Linked DNA regions of Zea mays: region 2 is linked to region 1. A link is a contact called in public Hi-C data. All regions are on one chromosome and are shown on one strand. Each heading gives the region's core, a stretch centred on a gene start, on an enhancer-like site or on the middle of the called end of the contact. The rest is flanking DNA. Distances are from core to core; before and after follow the strand shown.

What was found. Hi-C and Micro-C count contacts between places; a contact is called where the count stands out from the background.
Region 2: a contact with region 1 is called in a Hi-C map of tassel, with 5 times the contacts expected there. The contact joins the promoter of LOC100194005 here to the enhancer-like site in region 1. A contact is called at or near these places in 4 of 25 Hi-C or Micro-C datasets (bundle sheath, ear, leaf and 1 more).

The regions. Positions count from the first base shown.
Region 1 is chr1:285,167,065-285,170,291 of Zm-B73-REFERENCE-NAM-5.0, forward strand. No RefSeq gene overlaps it. Among protein-coding and RNA genes, the nearest start is that of LOC103644025, 29 kb to the left of the region's middle. Within about 2 kb of position 1,892, at least 17 of the 20 cell types and tissues checked have an H3K27ac peak or open chromatin away from gene starts, as enhancers often do. A contact at or near this core is called in bundle sheath, ear, leaf and 1 more, where this site is marked.
Region 2 is chr1:285,247,609-285,251,291 of Zm-B73-REFERENCE-NAM-5.0, forward strand. It overlaps LOC100194005, which reads left to right and starts at 2,206. Exons shown (of 5, transcript NM_001359363.1): 1 at 2,206-2,535; 2 at 3,099-3,351.

The sequences.
Region 1 (3,227 bases), core at 642-3,141:
GTATGTACCCCATCAACGTCAGTCCTGCTAAAATGGCGATCCTTGCTGGAACTCTTAACTGTCAGATAGGCTCAATGCCCTTTACCTATCTGGGTATCCCGCTGGGTCTTTCAAAACCTAAAATATGCCACTTTTTACCACTCATTCAGAGGATTCAAAATCGACTTTCATGCACTTCTGCCCTCCTCTCCCAGGCTGGCAGGCTTGAGCTTGTTAACTCGGTTTTTTCAGCTCTCCCGACTTTTTTGATGTGTACGCTGAAAATCCCGGTGACCACGGTTAAGAAGATTGATTCCTATCGGAAACACTGTCTCTGGAGGGGGAACGACGTCAATTCAAAGAAACCTGTGCTAGCTGCCTGGAGTATGATTACCCAGACAAAAAAAATGGGGGCCTGGGAGTGGTAAGACTAGAGACACACAATAAAGCCTTGCTCCTGAAGTTTCTACACAAGTTCTTCAACAGTCACGATATTCCCTGGGTTAACTTGGTTTGGAGCAACTATTACAGGACAACCAGGATACCTGGTTGCTCAAAAATTGGCTCCTTTTGGTGGAAAAGCTTACTTACGTTTGTACAAGATTACAAGGGTCTGGCTGCCCCAAAAATTGGAGATGGAAGAGCCATTCTGTTCTGGGAAGATATGTGGAATTCGGACATCCCGGCTAATCAATTCCCTGAGTTATTTTCCTTCGCCCGCAATAGCAAACTGTCCATCAAAGAGGCTCTCCAAAAAGAGCAACTTATTGAAATTTTCCAGCTTCCTCTGTCGGTTCAAGCTCATGAACAATTTTTAGACTTAGACGCAACCTGGGGCCAAATCATGGTAAACAACACAAATGATACTTGGAAACTCATTTGGGGAGCAGACATTTTCTCTACAAAAAAAACGTATAAGCATTTGATGGGTCAGACCCAGGTTCACCAGATCTTCAGATCGCTTTGGAAAAACAAGTGTCAACCAAAACATAAGGTCTTTTTTTTGGCTTTGGCTAAAAAACAGACTCAATACAAGAGATATGCTGAAAAGGAAGAATATGAACCTCGAGTCCTACACTTGTGAGAACTGCATCTGACAAAAGGAAGAAACTCTTTACCATCTTTTCCTCAAGTGTAACTTTGCAAAGGCTTGCTGGACTTCTATTGGTTTGACGTCTCCCAGAATTGCTAATCCTGAGGCCGCTGCAGTAAATCTAATGCAACAACTCAATGTTCCATTCTCTATGGAAATTGTCATTCTCATGAACTGGAGCATTTGGAAAACCCGTAATGCATGGCTTTTTCAGAATAAAGCCCCGACTGTGCAACATTGCCAAAATGAGTTTGCAAGGGAACTTCATCTTGTCATGCTGAGGGCTAAAGGCCGTTTTGATTCGATAATTCCTGCATGGCTTCAGCTTTGGCAGTAGACCTCGTATATTTTCCTTTTCTCTTTGTAGTTAGGTTGTTTTATCCTTTGTAATCTTCTTTTCTGTCTGCTTCTAACTCTGTTATTTTAAAGTTTTAATAAAATTTTTAGTAGGGGCTCACCCCTCCTGTCTTATAAAAAAAACATTAACACCGAAGCGGCGAGCAGCCGGCTGTGTGTGTGTAGTACTTACGGCCGGGCCTTCCCCGAATCAGGTCTAGGAGACGCGTGCTGCTGCTGGCGACATGCGTACTAGGCGTCGTCACTCACTGGAAAGGCAAAGGAGGATAAAGTGCCTCAGCCACTCGACCAAATGCCCGTTCGCCTTTCCTCTCCCTGCCCAAGCCACATGAGGCCTAGATCTGCTGGACGCCTTTTGACCCAACCAACCAACATCAATGAACAGCTCGTAAAAGAGGAGAGGAGCGATGTAAAGTAAAGCAAGCCTGCGACGCAAAGCTAGCTACTATTATACTCACTTCAGGCGTCCCCGGACCGGATGGCGGGGCCTGCCCGTCAGTGCAGTGCCCGCGCAGAAATGATTAGGCTATCCGCAACCGTTACCTCTAAATTTTTCCCCTTATATCACTTTTCCCCCTATTTTCCTCCCTATTTTTTCATCTCCCGCAGCGGTTCCCTCTAAATACTCCCCCTATACCCCACTACCACTATAAAATATCATTTTCTATACCAATTATCAATTTTTTATCTACTAACAATTACTCATGGATCCACAGCATAGTGTTTAGGGTGATGAACAGTGACACGCTAGATCTGTGGAGAGAGAGAAGGAGACCGATACGTAGGGGGCGCTGTAGGGGGCACCGCTGCGGCCATAGGGTGCCCCCTACAGCCGACATGCAAGGGGAGGGGGCGCAGTAGCGTTCACGTTGCGCTCAGTCTTAGACGCCGGACGCCGCCGGGACGGCAACGGAAACTGCTGGGCCTCGATTGCTTGCGCCGCTTTCCGTGCCATGCGATGCGAACACGAGCCCTTTTGGTTCGGTCCTCGCCTCGCTTTCTGTAGGTCTCCACTTCCATGGGGACTAGCTAGATTCACTTCAAAAATTACAAATTTGATTTTCCAACGTTACCGTAAAAACAACTCCAACAGATCGATAATACGGGATTCAGGACTGCTTAGTTTACATATAGACTCCCCCGTTTCTGTAATACGATTAATTTATGTGGTTCTTTTTAATTACCTTTGATGATTAGCAGTGGAGGAGCAAGAGACATGAATCGGTATATCGTGTAACCAATGACATGACGTATAATTTTGGTGCAAGTCCATGAGCAGGTATAAAAACATTGTTTTTAAGTATTTTTTTGGGGACCTTCGAAACTAGCATCTAGTTTTGGTTTTTTTTTTAAACTAGAGCCCGTAAAGCTCAACCTGTTTACATAGAATAAGCTCTATGGTCCGGGAAAGTTTGTAACCTAAACAACAGTCAAGGTTATAGTTATCGCTAAGACAACCACTGTACTCCTTTTTTTTTCTTTCATTGCTGACTTTTCTTAAACTTTTTCATATATGTTTTTTAACGACGCAACAGTTGTAATACGTGTAGCGACAATATACACTATATCTATTTTCTACAGTTTTTTTTTAAGTTTTAACGAGACACGAGTTGGTCATGGTATTCGCCTAAGAGAAATATTAATAAACTGTACAGATGCTTATGTGGATTAATAACAAGCCTATTCATTTTCTATGTAATAAACACCCACTCCTTTGTAATGAAATATTTTTTGATAAGAGGTTAGAGCTCGATTGTAATAAACTAGTTATTTAATAAAATGTTATAGTACAACAATT
Region 2 (3,683 bases), core at 956-3,455, 81 kb after region 1:
CATTGTTCATCAATCTTCTGCCAATACTAGTGCGCACGCAAGAGCACACACACGTAGATAGCCTAGCCTTGATGACCCCCCCATATTTGTTCGGTATCGCTTAACAACAACTCGTGATGTCGCCTTGCTTATAATCACACGTCTCCAACCAGCCAAGGTGCTGTTTGGTTCAAGAAATGTAACGCAAATGTTAATGATAATGGTTTACGCTCGATTACTGGCGGTAACAAATTTGAATAGGCTGGTATCAAATTTTAGTGTGGTATCTAATTATGGTTATACTAAAACAAACATGATTTAACGTTATCAGTTACCCATTACGTTACAAATATTTGAACCAAACGGCACCCAAGATCTTCTCGACTCGAGCCGGTGCTGCCTTACCTGCCGTCCTTTTCATTTGCATCCTCCTTCCGCAGCAACCCATCATTCGATACAGCAGGTTGGTTGTGTTTTCCAGATACTCGTTTATTACTATAAAGACCTAATCGTCCCTGCAAATAAGAGACTCGAACGCCAAGGAAGTAGAAAAAAAAAACTGAAAAAAAGACCAGTGCTATCTGATTGAATGATGAATATAGCCCAATTACTATAAAGCACAGAGATCTCTGATCCAATAAGTACCGGTAACTCGAAAGGTTCATTCAGCGTCAGCGCCAGTGACCTAGCCGCCGGAAGAGCCAGCCGGGGTACGGACGCTGTGCGGGAGGGGGGGGCGTCATGTGATGGATGGAGTTGGGGAGGGGAAAAAAGTGTCACGAGGAGTAAAGACGGCCGATTATTTTAAAGGTCTGGAAAGGAGGTTGGTGCTGCGATCCTCATGGGATTTTTTTTATGTCAAAGCTGCTTCTCCCTCTCCTCTCTCCTCTCTCCTCTCCCCACCCCCCACCAGCAAGCAAAGGGAGCGGAGCGGACAGATTCTCTCTCTCATGACGAGTCGCGATCGCGATCGCCTCCGGACGGAGTCCTTTGTTGTCTTTCTACGGCCACCGAGGGAAACACGGAGATAATCACGACACGTTTTTTTTTTAAATCAGCTGGCTATTTTCGTTCCAGTTTTATTGAAACAGGTTGGTTATTTCAGCTACCACGGCCGATGATGTAGAATGCGTGGTGTGATACTACGTACTTCACTAGAGTTTAGTGGGGTCACATCGTGTGGTCAGATGCCACTTAGTGTATATATATATATATATATATATATATATATATATATATATATATATATATATATATATATATATATATATATATATATATATGAGAACGTATCCTGTGTAAAAGGTTCTAAATATGCTAAAACGTCTTAACAACCTTTGGATCCAGAATCAAAGGCTAATCTTAATCCCACCTGATAATCTTGTGTTTTTTCTAAAGAACCCCTCCTAGTAATCTGGTGCGGTGGTGGTTAGGTGGGATTAAAATTAGCCTTTGATTCTGGATCCAAAGGTTGTTAAGGCGTTTTAGCATGTTTACACATGAGAACCTTTTACACAGGATACATTGCCTATATATATATATACAATATTGGCTAATAATTAATTTACGACTAGTGTATATTTACATCCTTGAATTATGAATCGATTAGGTTGATAAATTTATCTTATAAACTAGTCACGACTTGTACGACAAGTTTTACGATAATATTATAATTAGCCTTTCTAAAAATCAGCCTCAAACATTCAAAGTGACCGGAATAAAATTTAGATCTAAGGATCCCATGGCTAGTAGTTCCGGAGGGAAAAAATTCTGATGGAGACACCAGCAGGTGGGGGGTGGGAAAACAAGTGTCTGTCTGTTTTATTTCCATTTATTCTGGCGAGGAATGGGTGGGGAGCGTAGAGATGGGGGGATAAAAGTGGGCGAGGATCAGCAGAGGAGAGAGAGAATACAAAGACCAGATGTCAACAAATCTGCCTGTCCTTGCACGTAGTTTAGATACAAGGTCTCGTTCCATTCCCTTCCTCAGAGGAGAGAGAGAGAGAGCAAAAGAGAGAGGCAGTAGGCAACGCCCCCACAGAGGCAGAGAGAAAGCCAGAGGCAGTAGTAGGCAGAGCACATAACCAAACAACACCCATCCAAAAACCCCAAAAGGAAGAGAGAAAGGAGTGAGAAAACCACGCAGTCGTTTGTCCAGACAAAACAAGAACAAGAACCCAGCAGCAGTACGCACTTCCTCCTCCTCCTCCTCCTCTCTCTCTCGCTCTCTCTCCTCTTGCTCTCGCTCCCTCTCGCTCCCCCAGTCCGCCTCCCTGGCCCATCAGATCCAATTCCTTCCCCGACCCCCATCCCGGATCCGCCGCAATTCCTCCGTGCGTCGAGCTCGATTGCTCCCCGCCCGTGGAATTTGCTCCTTTCTCCCGCAAGAATCCCACCTCGGCCGGCGACTTGGGGGGACCTGCCAAGGTTTGGGCGCGCGCTCCTGCTTGGCGTAGCGGGCCATGGGCGTGCTGTTGCCAGCTAGGCTGTTCGTGCGCCGGATGCTCAGGGTTGTCAGGCTCAACCCGTTGCAGCGCAGCGCCAAGAGTGGATGAGGTGAAAATTTTTACTCCGCTGGTCTTAGCTCGCTTCTTGTGAAAAAGACGCAGCTTTTTTCCGCCTTTTTTTTTCTTTCCTTTCTTCTTTGAGCCGTCCAAGGTTCCGTTTTCTTTTCTTTTCTTTTCTAGAGATTGGGTTTCTGCTGCAGTTAGTTCGCGTGTCAAATTCGGGTTCGATTGGCGGCAGGAAGCTGTTAATTGCATCTAACCTTCGCGGCCTTTCGGTTTCCACGTTTGGTAATGATAGGCCCAGTTGTGAGGGAACTGGTTCTTAGGATTTATCAAGTGCGTTCAACTGTCGGGGGTTGACTTGTCTTCTCTTCTTCACTTCCAGTCTCGCGAGTTGGCATCCAAACAGCTGCACATGTATAGATTCTTTTTCGTTGTTTTGGGCCTTCTGTCATGTTTCTTTTGATCTTCTGCGTGTTTGCTTGATCATGGAAAGGGGTAGCGTGTATCGATCTTGCATTTTGTGTGTGTGTGTGACACAACGCATTGTGCATCTTGTTCCTTAGATCTTTTACCTTACTCACTGCAGTGTCTTAATCATTTGATGGGCAGGTAATTTCTCGCGAGCGCATTCAGCACAGCAGGTTACTATTGGCTGCTCGTCCACTTAAGCAGGTTGAGGTATCCATTTGGTTCGACACAGTGAAGAACTGAAGATACGCATTGTGCTTGCTTGTCTTGCGGGGCTCACAAACATCCTGCTGGTGTGCTGTGCTGGGAAGGTCACATAATCCACTTGGCTATATGCCGGGGTGGGAATGTGAATCGGGGCTTCATTAGTGCAGGCAGCAGGCTTGTTAACTTGGTAATTAGTCAATGAAACCCATACTCTTTAATGACTTCTTTTGGCCACTGTTAGCCTGTGTTTGATATAATGTAGCTGTTCATTTGTGCTTCCTTCCAAAAGTTCCATATTTTGTTCTTTATTGGAGCATCAATTTTAGATGGCAATGTATACCTGAACATCTTCAAACTGTCTACACAATATGTCTGCATTGTTTTTGTGCTTATGCCAGTAGAATTAACAATTAACAAGTAGTATCTGTTCATTACTTTAGTTCATGTTTTGTGCCCCATGAAATTGGTAATGGAATTGCAAATTGGAGTTAGACATCATGCTTTGAAATGCACAAACTG